Regions from separate parts of the Mus musculus genome. Here regions 1, 2, 3, 4, 6 and 7 are each linked to region 5. The links are chromatin contacts, called in public promoter capture Hi-C and targeted proximity ligation maps. All regions are on one chromosome and are shown on one strand. The core of a region is the stretch at or near the end of the contact, and the rest is flanking DNA. Distances in the headings are between cores, read along the strand shown. Region 1 holds the start of Eef1d (eukaryotic translation elongation factor 1 delta (guanine nucleotide exchange protein)). Region 2 holds the start of Zfp707 (zinc finger protein 707). Region 3 holds the start of Arhgap39 (Rho GTPase activating protein 39). Region 4 overlaps Iqank1 (IQ motif and ankyrin repeat containing 1). Region 5 holds the start of Mroh1 (maestro heat-like repeat family member 1). Region 6 holds the start of C030006K11Rik (RIKEN cDNA C030006K11 gene). Region 7 holds the start of Mfsd3 (major facilitator superfamily domain containing 3).

Region 1 (2,797 bases), core at 285-2,784, 470 kb before region 5:
CCAAATGCTATTGTTTGTTGGCTCTATTTCTGTTCCAGCAGACGGTACCTTGACCTGACACACAGGTCTTGGGACTCTGCTAGACGACTTGCTTTCTCAGCTCTTCCTTTACACCTGATAATATCTGGACCATACCTTGGGGGCATTGGTTGTGTGTCATCTTAGACACAGGAAGGAGAATGAAAACTCTGATTGGTAGAACCACCCAAGTCTGCTGAGTCAAGTGATGTGTGGAACTGGAGACCAAAGCACGTTCCAGCACCCGGATTTCACATGTTTCAATGACTCCAACATTCAATAGGCACACAGCATCTTAGACCCCTGGCTCAGAAGAAATGTTTAATGCCAGCATCTCCTACCTGCATCCCCCAAGTGTCACTCTTGCTATCAAGCCCTCTCAAGCACTTTTGCCTCATCTGTACTATGCCACGGAGCCTCACCTATCCAAAAGATAAGCCCGGAGGACGACCCTGCAGCAGCCTTCTCCTGAGAGGGCAGAAAGCCATGCAGAGCAAATCCCAGGCAACCAAGTCTAAATGGCTCCCTCTGCCAACTCTCCAACTGTTTGCTGAGTTCTCCTCCCACAGTCCGAGAGAAGGTTCATGATGTACTGGCCATCACAGAGCCTGGGAAGGGGACTCCTTGTCCCTTTGACTTCTTCCTCTTGACTCTGTTGCCCCACGGGATTGGCTTAGGGGGCACTCGGTAGTCCTGTCACATCCATCCTTTGCTTCATCCATGAGAATCCGCCTGAGATAAGACCCAGTTATCCATCCCCGAGTGACAGGGCCAATTCAGAAGCATCCTTGGGAGTAGCATCCCAACATTATAGCTTCACCAAGTTCTTTTTGCTGCAGGGTAGCCGTTCACTCTAGAAAACCATGATGCCCGGAGAGAGTGCTCATGTATTAGAAAAGGGGCGACCGTACCCTTCAACGCCCCTTTCCAAAGAAAGCTGCCCAGATCACCTTATTCAAATCAGTAAGTAGAGCTAGTCCTGTTACTTTTGAGCAAATCGACACCACCACGCCCTTTTTTCTACCCTGTGTTCGTGGACCGTACGAGTTCCACCAGTCAGCACCCGAAGCAACCTCCCTCTATGCCTAGAGTTAGGTACGCCCTTGGTGCTTAACCGCAAAGACCTAGGGCGTTAGCAAGAGCTGGGCCCCCAAAATTCCGGAGCCAGCCCGACCGCAGGCAACCGTGTCACTCAAGGCCGTGCCGTGCTGGGATGTGCGGAGCCACCGCGCAGCCAGCCTGAAGCAGCGCTCCGGAATCTGGCAACCATGTGGCCAGCGGCCCGCCTCCACACAGGCCCAGACGCCCGCCCGCAGCCCGCACTGTCCCACGGGAGGCAACCCTAACGGCGCGGGGCCCGGGCACTCCAGGCCTCCGCCGCACGTGCGCTCCTTGAGGCGGGGCCCCCGGTACTCACACGCCAGCCAAGGACGCAGCAACCAAAACCTGGAACTGCGAGCTCAGGACTGCAAAGGAGAGGGAGGGCGCCCGCGCAGCTCCCGGAAAACGCAGCGGCATAGACCACGAAAGGCACGGCGGGGGGTCCAACCCTGGGCACGCGCTGTCTTGCCCTCAGAGCGTGCATCACGATGCATGCAGGAACCACCATGGTAGAAGCAAAGGAAGAGCTACCTTGAGAGCCGCGCTTCACCTCAAGAGTTGTCGCTAGGAGCGGAGAACCGGATCTCCCAACACGCCGAACCCCTCCTCAGCTCGAAGAGTGGATCCGTCCGACGAGGGCGGGACGTAATGAAGCTGATGTGCGCACGCGCTAGTGACGCGCCCAAGGCCAGACTGTGCGCAGGCGCCACGAGGCGAAGTGGGCGGGCCTTGCGGGCCGGGGCAGGCAAGGCTGGCGAGACAAAAGGGAGGGACCCGGGCAGCCCCGCCCCCGAGCCCCGCCCCGAGCGGCCCGCGCGGGGTGTCAGGCTCGCTTTCCCGGGTGGTCCCTGGCGCCGACGCCATGTACCCCGCGAGCCCTCCGGCCGGCCCAGCCCTGCACCCGGTCCCGCATCGCGCTCGTCTTCCCCAGCCACGGTGCCTTGCTGAGCCGCCGCGATCGCCGGCGCCCGGCCCGGGTTCCACGGCGCGCCCGCCGCCGCCCCCAGCGCCCGGGCCGCGGCCCCGGGTGGCCGTGAAGATGACTTTCCGCAAGGCCTACTCAATCAAAGACAAGCTGCAAGCCATCGAGCGCGTCAAGGGCGGTGAGCGGCAGGCCAGCGTGTGCCGCGACTTCGGCGTGCCAGGCGGCACTCTGCGCGGCTGGCTCAAGGACGAGCCCAAGCTGCGCTGGTTTTTGGACCAGCTGGGTGGAGAAGTGGGCACGCAGCGCAAGAAGATGCGTCTGGCCAACGAGGAGGAGATCGACCGCGCCGTCTACTCGTGGTTCCTCACCTTGCGCCAGCACGGTGTGCCGCTATCCGGGCCAGTTATCCAAGCGCAGGCTGAGGCCTTTGCTCGCCAGATCTACGGCCCCGAGTGTACCTTCAAGGCTAGCCACGGCTGGTTCTGGCGCTGGCAGAAGCGCCATGGCATCTCTAGCCAGCGCATCTATGGTGAGGCTGAGTCCCCGGTCGCAGGCCCCGCGCCTGTCAAAGAGGAGCCGGCGCAGTCACCAGGCGCAGTTCTCGTACCTGACGGCGCGCCAGCCACTCTACCCCACTCCGAGGGCGGCTATGGCGACGAGCAGATCTACAATGCTAACGTTACTGGTCTCTATTGGAGGTTACTTCCGGAGCAGGCCTCAACTCCGGGCACTGGGGACTCCAAAGAGCCTGGT
Region 2 (2,820 bases), core at 84-2,583, 410 kb before region 5:
ACTCCTTTTAGAATACTACCACCAGCTATACCTCCCTTAAGGTCATCGACTTCACAGCCAGGTTTGTTGACATCAGATGGACTGATAACAATGAGATGGGGCTCTGAAGTAAAGTCTCTTGGGGCCACTGGTATTTTCTTCACTATATACTCACAGACAACTTCAATATTATACTTCAGTTGAGCAGAAATTGGAATAATTGGTGCCCCTTTCTGCTATCGTTCCTTGCACAAATGCGAGATTTTGCTCATATTGTTCCTTAGCCTGACTTTCTTTTACCAGATCAATTTTATTCTGTAAGATCAAAATATGCTTGAGTTTCGTGATTTCTACAGCAGTCAGGTGTTCGGGCCAAGGGCATGATTCATTACTAGCTATCAACAGAAGAGCTGCATCCATCTCTACTGCACTGTTCAGCATCGTAGCCATCAAAATATCATGGCCAGGACAGTCAACAAAGGAAACATGTCTGACTAATTTGAAGTTCCCTTTGGCCCCCAGAATGTATGTAGGAAACTTATCTGGTGTACTGCTTCCACATGATCTGGTCTAGGACAACTTGAGTCATCAAAGTTTATAAGTCTTAGCATGAGCATGTCCAAGCTTGATGGTAATGTTTCTTTCTAGCTCATTTTTGAATCTGACAGTGTGAACTCCAGAAATAACCTTCACCACGGTGGACTTCCCATGAGCTCCATGACCAGTTGTAACAATATTAATTGTAGCTTGTCTGCTGATAACTTCACGTGAAAGTGGTGTCAACTTGGTAACATCCCCCAGCCATCTTGCTCAGAGGGGAAAGGACGTATCTTCCTTTCCATCTGCTCAGCTATCTTATGGTGGGACGAAGGCTGCCTAAACTAGAATTAGAATTACAAATAAGTTTGCATCTTTCAAATTAAATTTGGCATCACAGTGGCCTAAGGGTCCAGTGACCCCAATGAACAAAGTAGGAAATCCTGACCCATGCCACTAACATGAAGCAAACTGGCAAACATCAGTTTAGACAGCCATAGGACAAATTCCAAACAAAGAATGTTGATGGTTCTGGCTGCTTGAGAACTGGAGATAGGTTCTCTGGGGCATGGACATTTCTGATTTGAAGCCAACATGGTCTACAAAGAGAGTTCCAGAATAGCCAGGGCAACACAGTGAAACCTTGTCCCCCAAGCCCATCAAAACAAACACCTCCTTCCAGTGGGCTCAGGAACACACGAAAAAAAACCCACAGACCACCCATATCAACGGAAGGGCTGGGCCCCTGGGGGCGGGCTCGCGCACACTTCCGCCCTTTTATCTGGCCCCGCCCTTTAAGTAGCCGGAAGACGCTTCTGATTGGCGTATTTCCGCTGGAGAGTTGAAGTCAGTGCGGCGCGCACGGGAGTTGACGTTTAAAGGTGCAGGAGCTGGGGAATCCGACGGTGGTGCTGCTTTGGGTTGCTCTGCTCCGCGCCACTGCGCTTGCGCTGAAGCCGACCCTACCCCCGGCATCCCCCGCGGCCTTCAGATGCGCCGGCGTCTTGCTGCAGCTGCTGCTCTCGGCGAAGCTCGACGAGAGCGCTGCTTCCGACGGGGCAGCGCTCTTCCCGAGCGAGCTAACGGCGATGCTCCTCCGGTGAGCTCGGACCCTCTACCCCCAATCCCTGGCCCCGCGCCCACCTGGGTCCCCTTGGCACGGGCGCTCGGGTTTCCTGCTTCTGGCAGGTACCGCGCTCCGGCGGTCCTAGGGTCTCAGTCTGGGTCTGTCTGCTCCTGCTTTCCAGGACTACAACTTTCTGTTTTAGTGTTTCCCACACTCCCTGCTCTCCGGCCTTGAAGTCCAGCCAGGCTTGTGGCACCAGTTCTGGTGTTCAGATGAGAAATATATATTCTGGTTTTATCATGCAGAGTTTGTGGTTGGCAGTCACTACCCAGACCTGTGTTTCCCGAGCTTCGGGTCTTCCAGGTGTGTCCCAATTTGCAGCCTTGCTAGTCGAGTATAGATAAGAATGCATATCAGCACAGTGTAGGTGGTTGGTTAGTTATGTCGCAATGTCACAAGGTTGAATGCCTCTAGGCGCAACTTTTGTGATAGCTGTTAAAATAATTTATAGCCTGACTGGCCTCAACTTGTGCTGACCCCTTTGCCTCTGTCACCTGAGTGTTAAGATTAGTTAGGTTTTTTTTTTTTCTCTCTCTCTTTTAAAATGTTATCTCTTAGCTGGGCAGTGGTGGTGCACGCCTTTAATCCCAGCACTTGGGAGGCAGAGGCAGGCGGATTTCTGAGTTCGAGGCCAGCCTGGTCTACAGAGTGAGTTCCAGGACAGCCAGGGCTACACAGAGAAACCCTGTCTCAACCCCCCCCCCCAAAAAAAAAAAAAGTTATCTCTTTCTATGTTAATTTTTAGAAGTGATTCTAGATACTAGTTCTTTGGCAGAAAACGATTTGGAAATTCTTTCTCTGTTGCTTGCCTTTTAATCTTTCTTTAATCTTTCTAACTCCCTTTTAGAATCAGAAACTCTCTTGTTGGTTTCATTAAATGTTGTTTTGTTTGGCTTGCTTTTTAACTATCCCAAACGGTCTTTGACATAGCTTTTTCGTCAAAGTTGGTGTAATGGTTAATTTCTCAACTTGACGCAATCAAGTAATTTGGGAAGAATGTTTCAAGGGATTATTTAGTTCCGGTTGGCTTGTGGGCATGCCTGTGGGGAATTGCCTTGATTAGCTTAATTGATATGAGCGGACCCAGATTTGGGGTCCTGGACTGTGGAAGGTTAGAGAAAGCTAGGTGAGTTCTAAAACTGCATTAGTTCATTCTTCTGCTTTTGACTGATATGACT
Region 3 (2,777 bases), core at 87-2,586, 440 kb after region 5:
GAATCCCTTGAAGACTGGCTTTCCGGACTATCCAGTCACACCTCTCCTTCTAATTCCCTTCCCCCCACGTTCGTTGTAAAAAGGGGAGCAGGGACAAAACCACCTGCTGTTTACAGACTGCGCCCAGGACGCAGTGCTCAATTGCCCTCCCTAGCTCCCAAAGACAAACGTCCGTATTGTCTGCACCACGGGAGGAACTGAAGCCTTGCAACTGTACGTTTTTCTGCAGAGGTCACTGGAGGCCTGGCCAACCCGAACAACACTGAAGGGGGAGGGGGTCCAGCCGCATTTTTGCGGCTGAAGGTTGCGTAGCGCCCACAGCAGCTGCGGTGAGCAGCAGCATGGAACACACCCACAGCTGCCGCGCCCGAAGCGGGCAGCACGTTTTAAAATAAAGACAGCCTGCCTGGCCCGGGATGCACAGCCTGCCGGCTCGCAGCCCCCACCCACCCCACGCCTGCCAAACAGCAGGCGCCCAGGGAGTTCCAAGTCTGAAAGGCCGGGGAGAGGACCACCCGAGCCTGCCGCAGAGGCCCTGCCGCGAAGCCAGGGCGCACCACGCGCAAGCAAGCCACGACCCGACCCAGAGACGCCCACCGACTGCCGGGCATCGCGGACAAAGCCTAGCCCGCAAGATCCTCGTTCGGCAAGCACTATCTCTCACCACCCCCAAACGGACCGGAGCCCAGTGCACAGAAAGGGCACAAGCACACCACCGGCTCTGGGCCTGGACACAGAACGCACGCACACCTGTCCTCGGGCTGACTACACACACCTGTCTGCAGGCCGGGCACCCTCACATCTCACACCCACCATCAGGTCCACCCCAACCCCAACCACCTCAAGCAAAGGGCTCGCACACAACTATCTTGGCCAGGGACACACACGCACTCACGCCCATCCAAAGGCCGGGCACGCGTGCAGACCATGGCACCCTCACACCCACCACCCTCGGGCCCCTGCTCTTACGCAAACCCGCCTTCACACTCCCTGGCCCTTGGCCGCGGCGTCCTCCTGCGGACCCTCCCCTACCGGGTCACCTGGGGCCCCGATTTCTAGCACGACTGGACTGGGGGGCCTCCGCCTGGGCCAGGCCGTGGGGCCGCAGCGAGGCCTCTCCGCCATCTTCCCGGCCCGCGCCGCCCACCTCCCGCGCTCTCACCAGCCGGCCCTGCGCCCGGAGCGCCGCCACTGCCCCTCATCACCGACCGCACGCTGCGCCCCAGCTCCCGGCGGCTCCCGGCCGCCGTCGCCGCCGCAGCCAGCGCTTCACGTCCTGGGTCTCCGCCGCTGGTCCAGTGCGCTGCGGCCGCGCGTCCCCCGTCACCAAGCGCAACCCCCCGCCTCCGACTCCGCCCCCGCGAGGATGGTGGCGCCGCCAGGGGGCGCCGCCCGCGAGGCTGCAATGCGCCTGCGCCACCGCGCAGCCCCTCGGGAGCTCCGAGGGAGCCTTGCCTCTGTCGGAGGCCCCGCCCCCGATGCCGCGCTAGCCGGCCGTTCCGCTCTCACCTGTACCCGCCCACTTCTGGAGGTCTGGGTCACCTCAGGTGTGTCCTAACGTGGGTGTGGCGTGACTCTATTAGTTCTAGCCCTGCTGGGGTTCCTAAGCTTGAGATATACCTCTTCCTTGACTCTGGAAAGGTAGCTATTGTCTAAAATACTCTGCGTATTCCATGTTTGTAACTTCCCTTTATTATTTTCCTCCTTTTATTTCCTTGACTATTCTCGTAGTAACTCAGGCACAGCTTTAAATGTGCTCTCTTTTCTATTTTTTTTTTTTTTTTTGTAATGTGTATTGTGTGTGAAGCATGTGCACGCACGTGCCAACAGTGTCCGTGTGGAAATCGGAGGACAACTCCTTTCACCATGGGTTCTAATGACGGAACTCGCATCATCAGGCTTGCACAGAGAGCACCTCTACCCACTCCATGGCCCTTTTAACTTCTTATTAATTTTTTTTAAGAGAGAGAATTTCAGATGGCCCAGGCTGACCTTCAACTTCCCTATGTAGCGAAGGATGACTTTGAAACTCTAATCCCGTCTTCATCTCTCTTGTGCGAGGATTACAGGCACCATATCCGGTTTACACAGCTGAGGAGGTGAAACCCATTCTAGGAAAGCCCTTTACCTACTGAGCTACATCCTCAGCTGCCATTTGGGTTTTTTGTATTTGACGAGCTCTTGCTCTGTGTACCCGGGCTGGCCTCAAACTTAAAATCCGTCTTTAACACATTACAAGTGCGTTTGTCACCCTCCCAGACTTCGGAATATTCAGTGTTGTTGTTGTTGTTTTTGTTTGTTCATGTTTTCGTTTTTTGAGACAGGTTTCTCTGTGTAGCCCCGGCTGTCCTGTAACTCGATCAGTAGACCAGACTAGCCTCAAACTCAGAGCTATCTACCTGCCTCACTTTGCTAGTGCTGAAATTAAAGACGTGGGCCATTACTGCCCGACACCAGTTCTTTACTTTAAAAAGAAAAACACACACACACACACACAAAAAAAAAACCAAACTTTTTTTTTACCTTGGCTTGACAATTAAGAGTAAATACTGCTCTTCCTGAGGATTCAAGTTCAATTCCCAGCATCCATGTCAGGTGACTCAAAACCACCTATAATGCCTGACAGAGGTGGCACATGCCTTTAATCCCAGCACTTGGGAGGCAGAGGCAGGCGGATTTCTGAGTTCAAGGCCAGCCTGGTCTACAGAGTGAGTTCCAGGATAGCCAAGGCTATACAGAGAAACCCTGTCTCAAAAAACCAAAAAACAAACAAACAA
Region 4 (3,245 bases), core at 410-2,909, 340 kb before region 5:
ATACCACACTTGGGCATTACCTTTATTACTTTTAAGTCACCGGAATTTAATTCTGGTTACTCAGGTCCCTTAAAGCTGGGGGTGCCACGAGAAACGGTGGGATAGGTGTCAGGCTTGCTGGCAAACATTTGCTTCTGCACCCACCCCTGAGGAAGGGACAACCAGAGTCTTTGCCCAGCCTGGGAACCCCAGTCTCAGGTGCCACTCCCAGTTTCAACTTCCTATGGACACTTCTCTGGGCCTAGCCTATTTCCTCTTCCTCTTGGGCTAGCAGGTAACGTGGTATCAGCCAGAATCAGGGAGTTCAGAGAGTGCTCCAAGAGCCAGAGTCTCTTGGAGGACATAGAGGCCAGAGGATAGTTGAGCGGCCACAGGGCCGGTAACAGGGGAGCTGCAGTAATAGGGAGGTGCCCTAAATCTCAGCTGTCAGGAAGGACACTCAACACAAAGTACCCGAGCCACGGGCAACCCGCAGGTCAACAAACAAGTTCTGACCTGATTCTCATACCTGACACAAACTTAACAGACCTGAGATTTCAGCACAAACGGTGACGTATTACCCTTTTAGAAATAGGGAAATATCTCTGGGCCCTAGGGCATGTTGAAGCATTCTTAGACACCACACCAAGAAGACAAAAGAAAGAAAAGTTGAACCTCACCAAGATGAGAAGTTTCCCTGCACACACCTGCCTGGCAGGGGAGGCGCCTGTGGTGGTGAGCGTGGTTTTCCCAGGGCGAGGCTTCTCCTCGGCATTACAAATGTGCTGACCTCTGTGATTTCCCTAAATATGGGAAACAGGTGCACAGTGGTAGTGGGTACTGCATTCACATTCTCCCCAGGAAAGGGGGAGGGAGGGAGGGAGGGAGGGAGAAAGAAAGGAGAGAAGAAGGAACAAAGGAAGGAAGGAGAGAAGGAAGGAAGGAAGGAGAGAAGGAAGGAAGGAAGGAGAGAAGGAAGGAAGGAGAGAAGGAAAAAGGAAAAAAAACAAAGGCAGGCAGGCAGGCTTCCCTTCACAAAACCCAGACAAGGAGCAATGGTCAGCTATGGGGAGAGGCTGGTCACAAATCATATACCTGACCAAAGACACTTTCCCGGCAAATGTCGTCTCAGCAGCAAATAAACCTGATGCCCAGCCATGATGGACAGGGATGATGTGTTGTCTCTCCATGATGGACAGGGAGAGGGATGCTCCTGCAGAGGACGTGATGGCTGCAGACCAGCCCAGAACCAGGGTGTCCTGATTCAGCACACACCCTGAGAGTTTGAGTGAAGGGAGGGGTGAACCCGGTGCTGGTGAGGCTGTAGACAAACTGGCCTCTCACACCTTGCTGCAGACAGGACCAAGGGCTCCTCCCTCTGCAAACTTTGAAGATCTAAGCACAGCTTGTACCTCGGCAATCACATTCTCGGGCACTTAGCCCGGTAGAGTGAAGCTTGTGTCCACATAATAATGTCCACTGGAGCCTGCGTGGTAACAGCCTCGAACTGGGCACAACCCAGATACAGATAACCTTTCCTGGTGAAGGTTGGTACACACACAGCATGGACACCTTCCAGCCACAGAGGTCGTGGTATGTCAGCAACCCACAGAGTTCTCCAGGGAACTGTGAGAGAACCTCCCACCACAGTACTCAGTACATCCTTCCGCCTCCAAACGGCAAAATGATAAAATGGAAGAGAGCTTGCTGGTTTTTACAGGAGGGAAAGGAGAGGTGGGTGTGGTGAGTGGCAAAGGACAGCGGGACAATGACTTGGTGTGGGACAGAACCCATCGGCTCGTTCTTACATTTGCCAGACTCAGGCGTCGGTTAACTGAGCTAATATTCCACTTGCTGTGCACTATGTCTTCCTTTCGATGAGCTGCATCTTCCTCCTGCTACTTCATCAACACTAAACTACCGATCAGCTCATGTGACAGCCATCAGCTCCTGCTTGTCACGTCACCCTCTTGTACTCTTTGGTTTCCGTTGATTACGGCTCTTCCACCCACAGACCAACCCTCAAGTTTGTAAGCTGTTTCCAAGCACCAGAAGATAACAGCCCAGCTCTGCAGGACTAGAGATAACCATCAAGTTCCTTGGCAAAATCTTGGCACATGGTTCTCAATAAATATTCTTTTAAATAAAAAGCCACGGTTTATTTAATATCTGAACTTCTGGCTCACACAGATGACTGTCCGTCTGGGTGAGCATTTACCCGAGTACTCATCCCTTCTCTTGCCTTGCATCCACTACTCTGTCTACCCTGTAATTTTTTACTCATCTTGGATGTTACTTGGTAAAATACAGATCATTGGCTGAGCATTGAACGCAACGAAGTTGTGTGTGTGGCTCTGTGGCTCACCACAAGACATACCCAGGGGAAACCATATAAGGGATGCCATAGTGCCAGAGCCCCACCTCCTGCCCAGGGGACTACATGGTAGATTTTATAGGAAATACTTTCTTTGCTTCTCCTGTCCTGTCATTTACTCTGTATTTAAACAACTATTCTTTTTTTCATTCATTTGTTCGTTCATTCATTCATTCATTCATTGATCCATTTAGTTGCCCATCTATCCATTTTTAGGCCCAAATGTCCCGGCACAGTAGCTTAGTCCCACTGTTTCAAATCACGTAAGGTCATGCATCATTGATCTGGCATCTCATTGTAAACTGTGTCATTTGCACAGAGTTGTATTTTGCCCCCTTTCACTGGGATGGAGAAATGAGTTTACCGGTATGAGGCTTGACTTATCTGATACCTCTTTTGGAGTGCCAGGTGTGGCCGTGGTGTGCTGCGTGCATCCTTGAGTGTCTGTTGTGCACACTCACATGCTGTGTGCACAACAGACGTGTCTGCCGTGCACCCTCCCATAGCCCCACGGCTGCTGCAGCCCACTCCCTCCTACCAGCAGTACCTTGAGGTCCTCCCCACTCAATATTCATTCCCTGCAATGTTATTCTTGTGACTTTTGAAGACCCTTGGTGGGTATCTTCGCTGTACTCATTGGTTTTCTGCTGCTGTGATAAAATACCACAGCCAAAAGTAACTTAGAGAAGAAAGAGTTCATTTGGCCTTGGCCCTAGGAGAATAGAGTCCATCACGGGCTAGGCACGTTGTAGCAGCAGGAACAGGATGCTGGCTGATCACATTGTTATCCACACACAGGAAGGAGAAAGGGTAAGAAGTGGGATGAGACCACAGCCCCTTGAAGCCCACACCCAGTAATGTACTTCCTCCAGCAAGGCTCAACTTCATCAAA
Region 5 (3,192 bases), core at 429-2,928:
TGTGCTGGGCCTTATGCTGAATAATAAAAGTAAAAGTTACGTTGTGATACATACAGGGCAGCTTGTATGTTTGGCGTGGGGGGGGGGGCTGTGGGCTGTGTGCTGTGGAGCACAGGATCAGCAGGGCTTGTTGGAATGTGGCCAACCAGAGCACTGCCACTGTCCACTGCAAGGTTTTTCAGGCTGGGGGCGGGGGAGAGCAACGGGGGGGGGGCTCCTGTGTGTTAGCATGGAAAAGACCTCCTTCCCTGGCAGCTACCCAAGTTAGTCCCCTCTCTCTGTTTTCTAGCATTTTCCTAGGCCATGACCCCATCCACAAAGTGCTTCACTCTCTTTTTTTTTTTCTTTTAGATTTATCTATTTATTATATGTAAGTACACTGTAGCTGTCTTCAGACACTCTAGAAGAGGGCATCAGATTTCGTTATGGATGGTTGTGAGCCACCGTGTGGTTGCTGGGATCTGAACTCTGGACCTTCGAAAGAGCAGTTGGCGCTCTTAACCACTGAGCCATTTTGCCAGCCCCAAATGCTTCACTCTCTTACTCAGAGAGTCCTGTCCTGTCTTTTTCTCTCTTGGGCTCTATCCTCTCAGTAGAACTCATCCAAGTCCTTCTCATCGTGGAAAAAGAATATTGGCTGTGTGTTTGCCTCTGACCTGGTTCAACCGCAGCAGCTTAATTTCCACATCCAACGATGCTGTCAGCCTAGATACATGGTAGCTGCTTCCCCTTTGACAGGTTCTTGGTTCTTTTGCTTTCAGAACTCTACCCACAACTTTCTCTTGTTTACACACATCTGGGTGATTGCAACCTCTGGTTCTTTGCAGGTGCCAAGTCTTCCTGGCATGATCGTCCCCAACTCTCTTATCTAACCTTGCTTTCTTGGCACCAAACCCAAAGTTTATCCTGTAGTATGGCTTACTTTTACTTTTTTAGTCACCTCTTTCCAGCCTTAGAGGCTTTAGCTGCTCCTGGAGCTGGAATAACAGTGGTAGGTAGCAAGCAGCCCAGGTAGCTAGGACATGATCATCTTGATTCCCAATGTCTTGTTGATAGGTTGGACATGTACCTCTGTTGGGCATGGCCATGTGTACATTTAGGGGTTTGGGGTAGTTTTAGGCGTTTAGTGTGTGACCAATGTACAACAATGACAATACCTTGTGTGTGTCCGTGACAGCTGGGTTGTTGTTTTGTTTTGTTTTTTTTATTTTTGTTTTCTTCCCGAGATAGGGTCTCACTTTTTATCCCAGACTGTCCTAGAACTCACTATGTAGACCAGGATGGCCTCGAATTCATAAGGATCCACCTGCCTCTGCCTCTCCAGTGCTGGGATTAAAGGAGTGCGCCACCGGTCCCGCCTGGTGGAGTTTTCTGCAGTTGGAGGCCGAGTCCGAATACTCTCGAGAACAGCGCTTGCGCAGACGGCGTCTGGCGCAGCAGCAGTACTCACACTTGTCTTGTGAAATGGTCACCGGACCGCTGGGGTACCCAGCAGAGAACAGGAAGAAGTAGGTGTACCTAGGCGCTCCATGGAGCGGAGAGTGGGCGGAGTTAACGTGAGGGACAGAACTCTGACCAATGAGTGTGGAGATCGCACGGAGGCGGGGCCAAATTGCCGCGCGCCAGGCCGCAGTTGGCCAGAGGGCTGCGGGGATGGGCTTGGGGCGCTGCTCCGCCTACTCTGAGACGCTTGGGGCATAGAGGGCGGCGCCCGGGCCGTGGCGGCGGCGGCGGCTCCTCAGGTAAACGGCTTGTTAAGGCTCATCTTTGGTGGTGGGGGCCAGGCACCCTTTGAGGAACTTGGACCAGAGAGCCTAGGGGCCTCCCCATCTGCCAGCAGCAAGAGAAGCTGTGTCAAGGGGCGCCTCCCCAAGGTCAGCGGGCCGGTGCCAGGAGGTGCTGGGAGATCTCAGGTGTGCCCAGCGGGCCCGGCTTCGCATCTTACACCTGGAAGGGATCTCGGAGCTTGCGATTCAATTCTGACTTGTCAGACATCGGCGCGTGGTCCCTGGTCCCTGTCCCTGCTGTCTCGTGGGTCGCGTGATCCATGTCCTAGTCCCTTCCGGGAACTCGGTGACTCAAGACCCTGGTCCTTTGCGGGGTAGGGGCTACGTGTTCAGGTCTTTGACCTCCGCAACTGGGCTACCGGCATTTCTGTCTCTTTCATAAAACTGAGCCTTAATTCAGGGACTTGCAAAGCGAGTGCTCACCGCACCGCAGCCACTCGTCTTTCTGTATTCTCGTTGCGGATTAAAGGAGGCGGTGTAGAGCAGGAAAGTGATTTGTCCAGAGTCACGAGGATTGCTGGCCCCAGGGAGAAGGCCACAAAACTCTCAGAGTATAGAATTCAGGCAAGGTGAGAGCTAGGTGAGGTGGAGCCAGGGCTGACACTCCAGGTTTGGGATTCCAATTTTCCAACCAAGTCAGTGCAGTTATGCAGCAAGACTCTGCTCTACCCTGTACAGAGCTCAAGGTAATGGATGGAACCGTAAACTCAAGTGCAGTGAGTAAGCATAAGGACCTGCGGGAGAGGGATAGAGGGCGGCATCTGGAGACCTGGGGCTGTGAGCTGGAGTTACTGTTAAGGCAGAGGCTAACTTTGAGGGGCTAGTCTTGGTTGGAGGCAGGAAACTCTTTGGAAGGAAGGGGATGGTAGTAGAAATGGAGGAACAGCCTGCGACCTAGTTAATTAAATGGTAAAATTAAAAAAATTCAGGAAGTAGGTAGGTGGAGCAGGGCAGGGGTGAAGGTGAAGGGTTAAGTCTTAGCTGCTCTGTTAGACTTGGTTGGCCATGGTCATCTAGATGGAGACCCCCAGCAGACACAGGGTTGATGGGGCACCAGAGCAGAGATCCTATGCAAACCACTGGTTGTGGGATATTCCTGTGGAGCCTGTGTTTATGACTTGGCTGGCTGTGCAGTCTCTGCACCTGCAGGCCGGGGAGATGCTTCTGCCAGCAGGCTCTACTCTTAGGCCTTAGGCTGAGATGTGTGGCTCGAATGAGGAATGTCTTTCTGGGCTCTACTGTCAAAGTCGATGGCTGAGGCCTGGCCGCCTTCATTAACTTGAAACGGATGTCCAGGCAGGCAGCCTTACTCAAACCTGCATCTTGTCATATCTCCCTCCCTCAGAGGTGACTGTCAAGGGACTCCAGAGGCCAGAGGTGGGACCTGTTGACCTGTGCTTGTCTC
Region 6 (2,810 bases), core at 269-2,768, 340 kb after region 5:
TAGGGACAGAGGATAGCAGGGCAGCACCAGAACCTTGGACAGCGCCAACCACCCTGGGCTCACCTCTGCGCGCACGCGCTCTCAGTCACCAGCGTGCAGGTGACAGCGGACATCTAAGTTAATCTAGAGTGTTGGAGCAGAGGGGTAACCTGCGAGTACTACAAAACCCAGAGTTTGCTCTAACCCTCCCCACACAGCCCCAGCTGGAGTCTCAGGGCGGCGGGGCAGCGGGCAGCAGCGGGGCCAGATCCATAGTTAGGGCGATGCGGCGACCTTGCCAGTGTACGTGAGAGGGGACCGTAGGGGAGCTAGGCCCATACTCGAAGCAAGCGCTGAGCTCGAAGGCCAGGGCCGAGCGCACTAGACCCACACCGCCTGCGCGCTCCGGGGCCGGGTGGTACAGGCGCCCATTGGCCGCCAGGGGTAGCAAGCGAGCCGGCTCGAAGGGTATCGCCAGCGCCTCGCCACCGCCACAGTAGGAGAGACGAGGTGACTCGCTGTCGGAAGCCAGGAGGTGCGTGAAGACCACTGGCCGGTCTTCACAGCGCAGGAAGTTACGCTCTCTGCCGCAAAGCGAGAGGAAGGGGAAGGAAGCCTCGTAGCGCCCGCTGTGGTTGGGTCTCAGACGGGAGAAGAAAGTGACCAGGAACTGCAGGTCTGTGGGAACAAAAGGCACGATCATGCTCGGTGACCCAGCTTCCCCGACACGCTCCTTTTCCTGGGAATACCAGCACTGGCACGAGACAGCGGCCCCCCCTCGTGGATGGTGCCTTCCCTCAGAGTCGGGGAGCCGAGGCCCTGAAGGGTAGAGAGAGACACGAGGGAGCAGTGCAGTAAGCAATACCTTTGAAGCAGGTGATAAAGTTCTTCATTTTGGAGTCATCTAGGAAAAGCTGCAGAAGGGACACAGTGGACAGTAAGTCCTGGCAAGAAAGCCGGTGGTGTTCGCTGTCCTTGCTTTTCTGTCTAATGTGTTCAGGGGGGCATGTGGAAGGGCCCTGCGGACTCTCCCCACATCTACAGACAGGTTTCCAGGGTTGCAGCCCTCACCCCTTTTTCTACAGCAGGTTTGACAGCCGCTTGTCCCTAGCAATCGCGAGCAAGCACTCGGCTCTGGGACTGCTGCTAGGACAGGCTAGTGTGCGCGGGATTACGATGCGGTGAAAGCGGAAGGCCCCGGAATTAACTCTTCCAGCCTGGGCTTTGAAAGGTTCAAAGCCACGCGTAGCACCTATCCCAGGTCTCGCCTCTAGAACTACTCCCCACCCGGTGCCGATGGATTCCGCAGTCCCCTCAGGTCTCCTCCCTCTGTCACACGCCAGGCACACCTGGCCTTGGTGATCCACATAGTAGAAATACTCGCGGGTTCTGGGCTCCGGGCTTTGACCCTGTGTGTAGGAGACACGCTCGACCCCACTGCAGGTCCGAGCTCTCTGCGACCTCGCCAAGACTAGAGCCAAGTTACGCACTGCCCCACTAGGCGGCCACATTCTTCCACACCGGAAGCGGATCACACAGTGTTGTGCCTGGGGCTTTGGGTTCCGCCGGCAACACGTGCTCGGAGGGGCGGAGCTGTCTATCCCGCCCCCGGAAGTAGCTGCCAGACGTGGACTCCCCCGCCCCCTTGTCAGAAGTAACCTGAAAGAAACACAATCAGCGAGTGTGCACTTGAACTTTATTCACACGGAGCACTGTCCCCTCGAGCCACACGTACGAGGGAGCGCCTGCGGCCGAGAGGCCCTGGAGAGAGAGGCCAGGACCTCCGCATGACGGGACTTTTGTTTTTAATAAATAAAAACTCTAAAAATATATATATATAAACAGGAGAAATGAAGTTTGACAACTGTTGGAACTCAGATTCCAGAATGGAAAACGCAAACGAGTCCAGGCAGGTCTCATCCACGCGCCGCCCGTGTGTGGAGTTTGGTCAGAGGCCGCGAGGTCAAAGGAGGGTGGTGCTAACTTGCTCAGCGCGAGGACCGCAATGGCAGTTCAAGAGCTAAATAGCATCTGGTTAAAACTATGTCCTTAGCAAACTTAGTTCTGTCGTTCTATTTATATCTTTATACACAAGTAGGCTGGGTATCGGATAGATTCTGTAGTCAAAAAACAAAAAACCTCTCGCCCTCCCTCACCCGCCCCAAGAAAGCCTGCCTAGCCCTGGCCCTAACCCAGAGGGCTTTGGTTTGGGGCCTCCCCTTGCACAAAGACCTATTAGGCATCGAGCCGACGGAGCCAAGTCCTAGTAGTGGCCAGCACAGCTCTCCAGAACGCCTCTAACTCTCCTTCTGGCCCCAGCCAGAGGCCCCTAGACTAGGGTGGGAGGGATCAGGGCGAGAGTGCCTTGGTGGAGGATTGCCCTGAAGAGGGGACAAGGTCCTGTTGCCCTGAGCAACGCGGTATGTGCTTCAGCCGACCAGGAGGGCAGTGTCGCTCGGCTCCGGGAAACAGAAGGCACTTCTCGGGGCTGGCTTGCGACTGGCAGGGCGAGCCGGTACCTGCAGGAACTGGCCGCGAGATATGGCGCGGCTGCTTGGCCCCGGGAGGGCCTAGGGCGGGGCCGGCGTCTGGCGGGGCCTGGCATGCTGCCTCGCGCTGGGGCCTTCCCTCCCACCTTCCCGGGTGTCACCCTAGCAGGCGTCCATAGCCCGCGTGCTATAGCACGCCCTCCATGAAGCTGGTATCTAAATGCTGAATGAGCACTCGAAGGAAGGACATCTCCTTTCGTGTATTCTCGAAGATGACGCGAGGATCATCCGACTGGCAGCGCAGGCAGTTGGGTGCCATCACCATAGCCAGGTTGCTGACGT
Region 7 (3,175 bases), core at 86-2,585, 320 kb after region 5:
CCTGGACTGGGAGGCTCAGGATGAGCCCCTGTGCACAGTAGACACTGCTGGGGTTCAACTTGTTTGGTCTGCAGTGTTCCTCTGCGGTAGGCAAAGCCGTCCTCCATCCCCTAAGTTTTGTGGTACTGGGGATTGGACTCAGGACCACTGAACTATATCCTGCCTGCCACCCCTTTAAACAGCTAAGGTATCCAGGGCAACCTAAACTCATTCTTCTCTTGCCTCAGCCTGAAGAGCAAAATTATAGGGGTTTACAATCATGCCCCAAAAGTAGAACCCATTTTATAGATGTGAACACTTAGATCCTGAGACTATCTGGAAGTGGCAGGATAGCCCCTCCGTGGAAGCAAGGCAGTGCCAGGGTGCTAGGACTTGGACACTGTGTCCAAACACAAAAGAAGTTCCACCCAGTTATCTACTATAATTGAGTCAGTTAACCCAAGGCCTCATTTAACAGTCTCATTGTGGACTTGGGAGGGCACAACTCTGAGAAGGGGGAGAGACTGGGCATGAGCCTTCCCTGCAGAGCCAGAATCACGTGGTCTGGACTAACTACCCTCACTGAATACTGAAAAGGAAGTGGGTATCACGGGCAATAGCTGACTAGGTCCTGCCCTTCCCCACAAAACTCCTGCTTCTGTGGTCACTGACCTGGGGGCAGCTCTGAAGCCACAGTCTCAGCAAGGAATGGGGAGCAGTGCTAAATGCATTGTGGGGCAAAGTATTGGCTCTGTGAGCTAAGTATTAGAAATGCTTCGGGAGCTGGGCGTGGTGAGCCCGCCAGTGGTGGCGCACCCGTTTAATCCCAGCACTTGGGAGACAGAGGCAGGAAGATACTGAGTTTGAGGTCAGCCTGGTCTACAAAGTAAGTTCTATAAAGAAAACCTATCCACACACACATAAAACCAAACAAACAAACAAACAAACAAACAAAAAACCGCTAAAGTGAAAATGCTTCTTCTGGAACGGATCTGGTATCCATTCAGCAGACAGGAAGATACCTTTGAGACCAGCCTGTTACCTCAGCTTCCTTCCTAGCCACTCACATCTACCCGCTGGCATTGTGAGCAGCAGGCTGTCGTGTCCAGGTTTGGCACGAGGGGCGCCAGAGCAGATGATTTGGGTCTGTGTAGGTATCAGTAACCTGCTTAACATTTGGGTTTTAGGCCAATTGAGGACTAGTAGGGGGTTGGCTCCACCCCCAGCCCGGGTTGCCCCGCCTCTCCCTCACCCTGACCCCTGCGCAAAGCATGCCGGTAGTTATGGGCTGTGCAAGACTGCGGTCCCACCATGCGATAGGACCGGTCTATCGCTCCGCATTTTTCTCCCAGCTTCGGTACTTCCGGGATTTCTGGTCCCAGTGTGCGTGTCGGGATTACAGCCTGACTGTCCCCGGCCCTATGTAGGAGGACCAGACCCTGACTGTTCATCCTGAGCCGTCCGATCCCACCACGAACGGGCCATGCATGGGAAGTTGCTGCCGCTGGCCGGCCTCTATCTTGTGCAGGGTCTGCCCTATGGACTGCAGTCCAGTTTGCTTCCCATTTTACTGCGGGCCCGTGGCCTCTCCCTAACGCGCGTGGGTCTAACCAAGGGATTGTATGCTCCATGGCTGTTAAAGCTGGCGTGGGCACCGCTGGTGGACAGGCGGGGCACCCCGCGGGTCTGGTTAACACTCAGCACACTGTCCCTGGGCTTGGTGTGTGGACTGCTGGCTGTGTTGCCTCCTCCGCAAGCTGGCCAAACAGGGCTACCTACCACCGTGATGGGGCTGCTACTGCTGCTGAATCTGGGTGCAGCGGTGCAGGATGTGGCTCTGGACACACTCGCTGTGCAACTCCTAGAGCCAAAGGAGTTGGGACCTGGGAACACTGTACAGGTGGTCGCTTACAAGCTGGGATCAGCACTGGCTGGGGGTGGACTGTTGGTCCTCTTCCCCACTCTCTCTTGGCCACTGCTCTTTTTGCTCCTAGCTGCCACCTACTGGCTGGCTGCTGCCTTAGCCTGGGCTGCACCAGCCTTGGGAAGGCTGCCATGGCCTCAGGCCTCAGAGCATACACCCCACAGCTCCTATCTTCTACAAGATTTGCTGGCTGTGCCTGGGACCCTCTGGACAGCGGGCTTTGTGCTCACCTACAAGCTGGGTGAGTGAGGCCTGCAGTTAGTTACCATCGAGCTTAGAGCCCAAACTCTATGTTGGTCCCTAGGGCCCTGAAACCCACTCAGGGGACTGCCCTATGCTGGAATACCAGCCCAGAGCTCTGTAGCTCAGTTTTGTTTCACCTCTTAACTTCCCTCAGCTCCAGCCAATGCCCAGCCCTTTCTCTTCTAACATCTGGGGCCCATGAAAATGAAGGGGACCAGGGGCCTGACTGGTTGGAGTACTGAGGCTCCTGGAAGAAAGACTGGGGCCATCCTTGCTTACGGTCTCCTGTAGGTGAGCAGGGTGCTGGCAGCCTGTTTCCACTTCTCCTGCTGGACCATGGTGCTTCTGCCTCAGACTTGGGGCTATGGAGTGGCTTGGGTGCTGTGACCTGCTCCATTGCTGGCTCCTCCTTGGGTGGGGCTCTACTGGCCAGGCACTGGTAAGCACTCCCCAACCCTAGCCTGACCCTCAATTCCACCGGTGTCCCAGGTGATCTTACCATAGCATCTCTCAATTCCCACCCCAGGCAGCCACTGAAGCTGTTGAAGACAGTGCTGCAGCTCCGCCTTGGGAGTTTGGCTTGCCAGACTGCTCTGCTCTTCCACCTCAACAGCCCAGGGGCCAGCGTGGACCCTGGCACAGTCATGAGAGGTAAGAGGTGGACATTGGGGGGTAGGGGGCAGGAACCCAGGCTCCCACTGACCTTTCTTTGTTCTTCCAGGGGCAGTTTTGCTAAGCCTATGTCTACAACAGTTTTTTGGGGGTGTGGTCACCACTGCCACATTCACTGTGATGATGCACTGTAGCCAGCTAGCACCCAGAGCCCTGCAGGTAAGAGGGAAGGGTAGGGATGCCCAGGGACTGCAGGGGTAGAGAGTCACTCGGCCCTGATCTGCATTACCATTCCTAGGCTACACATTACAGCTTCCTGGCCACTCTGGAACTGTTGGGCAAGCTGCTCCCAGGTACCCTAGCCGGCGTGCTGGCCGACAGCCTAGGCCCACATCTCTGCTTTGCTGTCTTCCTTGT

Evidence for each region. Promoter capture Hi-C pulls out the DNA fragments that hold promoters and counts their contacts.
Region 1: a contact with region 5 is called in a targeted proximity ligation map of memory CD8 T cells, with 17 read pairs. A contact is called at or near these places in 1 of 39 promoter capture datasets (erythroid cells), 1 of 484 Hi-C or Micro-C datasets (embryonic stem cells), 2 of 130 datasets of targeted methods (extraembryonic endoderm stem cells and memory CD8 T cells) and 1 of 9 other capture datasets (adipose tissue).
Region 2: a contact with region 5 is called in a promoter capture Hi-C map of hematopoietic stem and progenitor cells. A contact is called at or near these places in 10 of 39 promoter capture datasets (cranial neural crest, embryonic stem cells, hematopoietic stem and progenitor cells and 4 more), 2 of 130 datasets of targeted methods (memory CD8 T cells and microglia) and 1 of 9 other capture datasets (adipose tissue).
Region 3: a contact with region 5 is called in a targeted proximity ligation map of pancreatic cancer cells. A contact is called at or near these places in 6 of 39 promoter capture datasets (cranial neural crest, embryonic stem cells, erythroid cells and 3 more), 1 of 484 Hi-C or Micro-C datasets (liver) and 1 of 130 datasets of targeted methods (pancreatic cancer cells).
Region 4: a targeted proximity ligation map of memory CD8 T cells shows a contact between it and region 5, with 9 read pairs. A contact is called at or near these places in 4 of 39 promoter capture datasets (cranial neural crest, frontonasal cranial neural crest and liver), 3 of 130 datasets of targeted methods (bone marrow-derived macrophages, memory CD8 T cells and neural tube) and 2 of 9 other capture datasets (embryonic stem cells and pancreatic islet).
Region 6: a targeted proximity ligation map of memory CD8 T cells shows a contact between it and region 5, with 183 read pairs. A contact is called at or near these places in 9 of 39 promoter capture datasets (the HPC-7 cell line, the SN4741 cell line, cranial neural crest and 5 more), 5 of 130 datasets of targeted methods (the SCID.adh cell line, double positive thymocytes, embryonic stem cells and 2 more) and 3 of 9 other capture datasets (embryonic stem cells, liver and pancreatic islet).
Region 7: a targeted proximity ligation map of pancreatic cancer cells shows a contact between it and region 5. A contact is called at or near these places in 6 of 39 promoter capture datasets (the HPC-7 cell line, the SN4741 cell line, hippocampal neurons and 3 more), 3 of 484 Hi-C or Micro-C datasets (CD4 T cells, liver and regulatory T cells), 7 of 130 datasets of targeted methods (the NIH/3T3 cell line, the SCID.adh cell line, double positive thymocytes and 4 more) and 3 of 9 other capture datasets (embryonic stem cells, liver and pancreatic islet).

The regions. Positions count from the first base shown.
Region 1 is chr15:75,907,810-75,910,606 of GRCm38.p6, forward strand. Eef1d (eukaryotic translation elongation factor 1 delta (guanine nucleotide exchange protein)) reads right to left here and starts at 1,535. Exons shown (of 10, transcript NM_029663.2): 1 at 1,436-1,535. It overlaps Tigd5 (tigger transposable element derived 5), which reads left to right and starts at 1,926. Exons shown (of 1, transcript NM_178646.4): 1 at 1,926-2,797. The coding sequence starts at 1,982.
Region 2 is chr15:75,967,790-75,970,609 of GRCm38.p6, forward strand. It overlaps Zfp707 (zinc finger protein 707), which reads left to right and starts at 1,334. Exons shown (of 4, transcript NM_001347040.2): 1 at 1,334-1,615. The coding sequence starts at 1,508. It also overlaps the pseudogene Eif2s3x-ps1.
Region 3 is chr15:76,816,830-76,819,606 of GRCm38.p6, forward strand. Arhgap39 (Rho GTPase activating protein 39) reads right to left here and starts at 1,337. Exons shown (of 12, transcript NM_001168288.2): 1 at 1,163-1,337.
Region 4 is chr15:76,035,777-76,039,021 of GRCm38.p6, forward strand. All of the region lies in intron 7 of Iqank1 (IQ motif and ankyrin repeat containing 1), which reads left to right. Among named protein-coding and RNA genes, the nearest start is that of Mir6952, 27 kb to the right of the region's middle.
Region 5 is chr15:76,378,835-76,382,026 of GRCm38.p6, forward strand. It overlaps Mroh1 (maestro heat-like repeat family member 1), which reads left to right and starts at 1,679. Exons shown (of 44, transcript NM_175457.4): 1 at 1,679-1,742.
Region 6 is chr15:76,722,327-76,725,136 of GRCm38.p6, forward strand. It overlaps C030006K11Rik (RIKEN cDNA C030006K11 gene), which reads right to left and starts at 1,519. Exons shown (of 3, transcript NM_145472.2): 1 at 1,329-1,519; 2 at 845-893; 3 at 1-657. The coding sequence starts at 1,490. The coding sequence ends at 212. It overlaps Arhgap39 (Rho GTPase activating protein 39), which reads right to left. Exons shown (of 12, transcript NM_001168288.2): 12 at 1,659-2,810. The coding sequence ends at 2,656.
Region 7 is chr15:76,700,207-76,703,381 of GRCm38.p6, forward strand. It overlaps Mfsd3 (major facilitator superfamily domain containing 3), which reads left to right and starts at 1,336. Exons shown (of 5, transcript NM_027122.3): 1 at 1,336-2,144; 2 at 2,438-2,585; 3 at 2,673-2,797; 4 at 2,868-2,977; 5 at 3,057-3,175. The coding sequence starts at 1,463.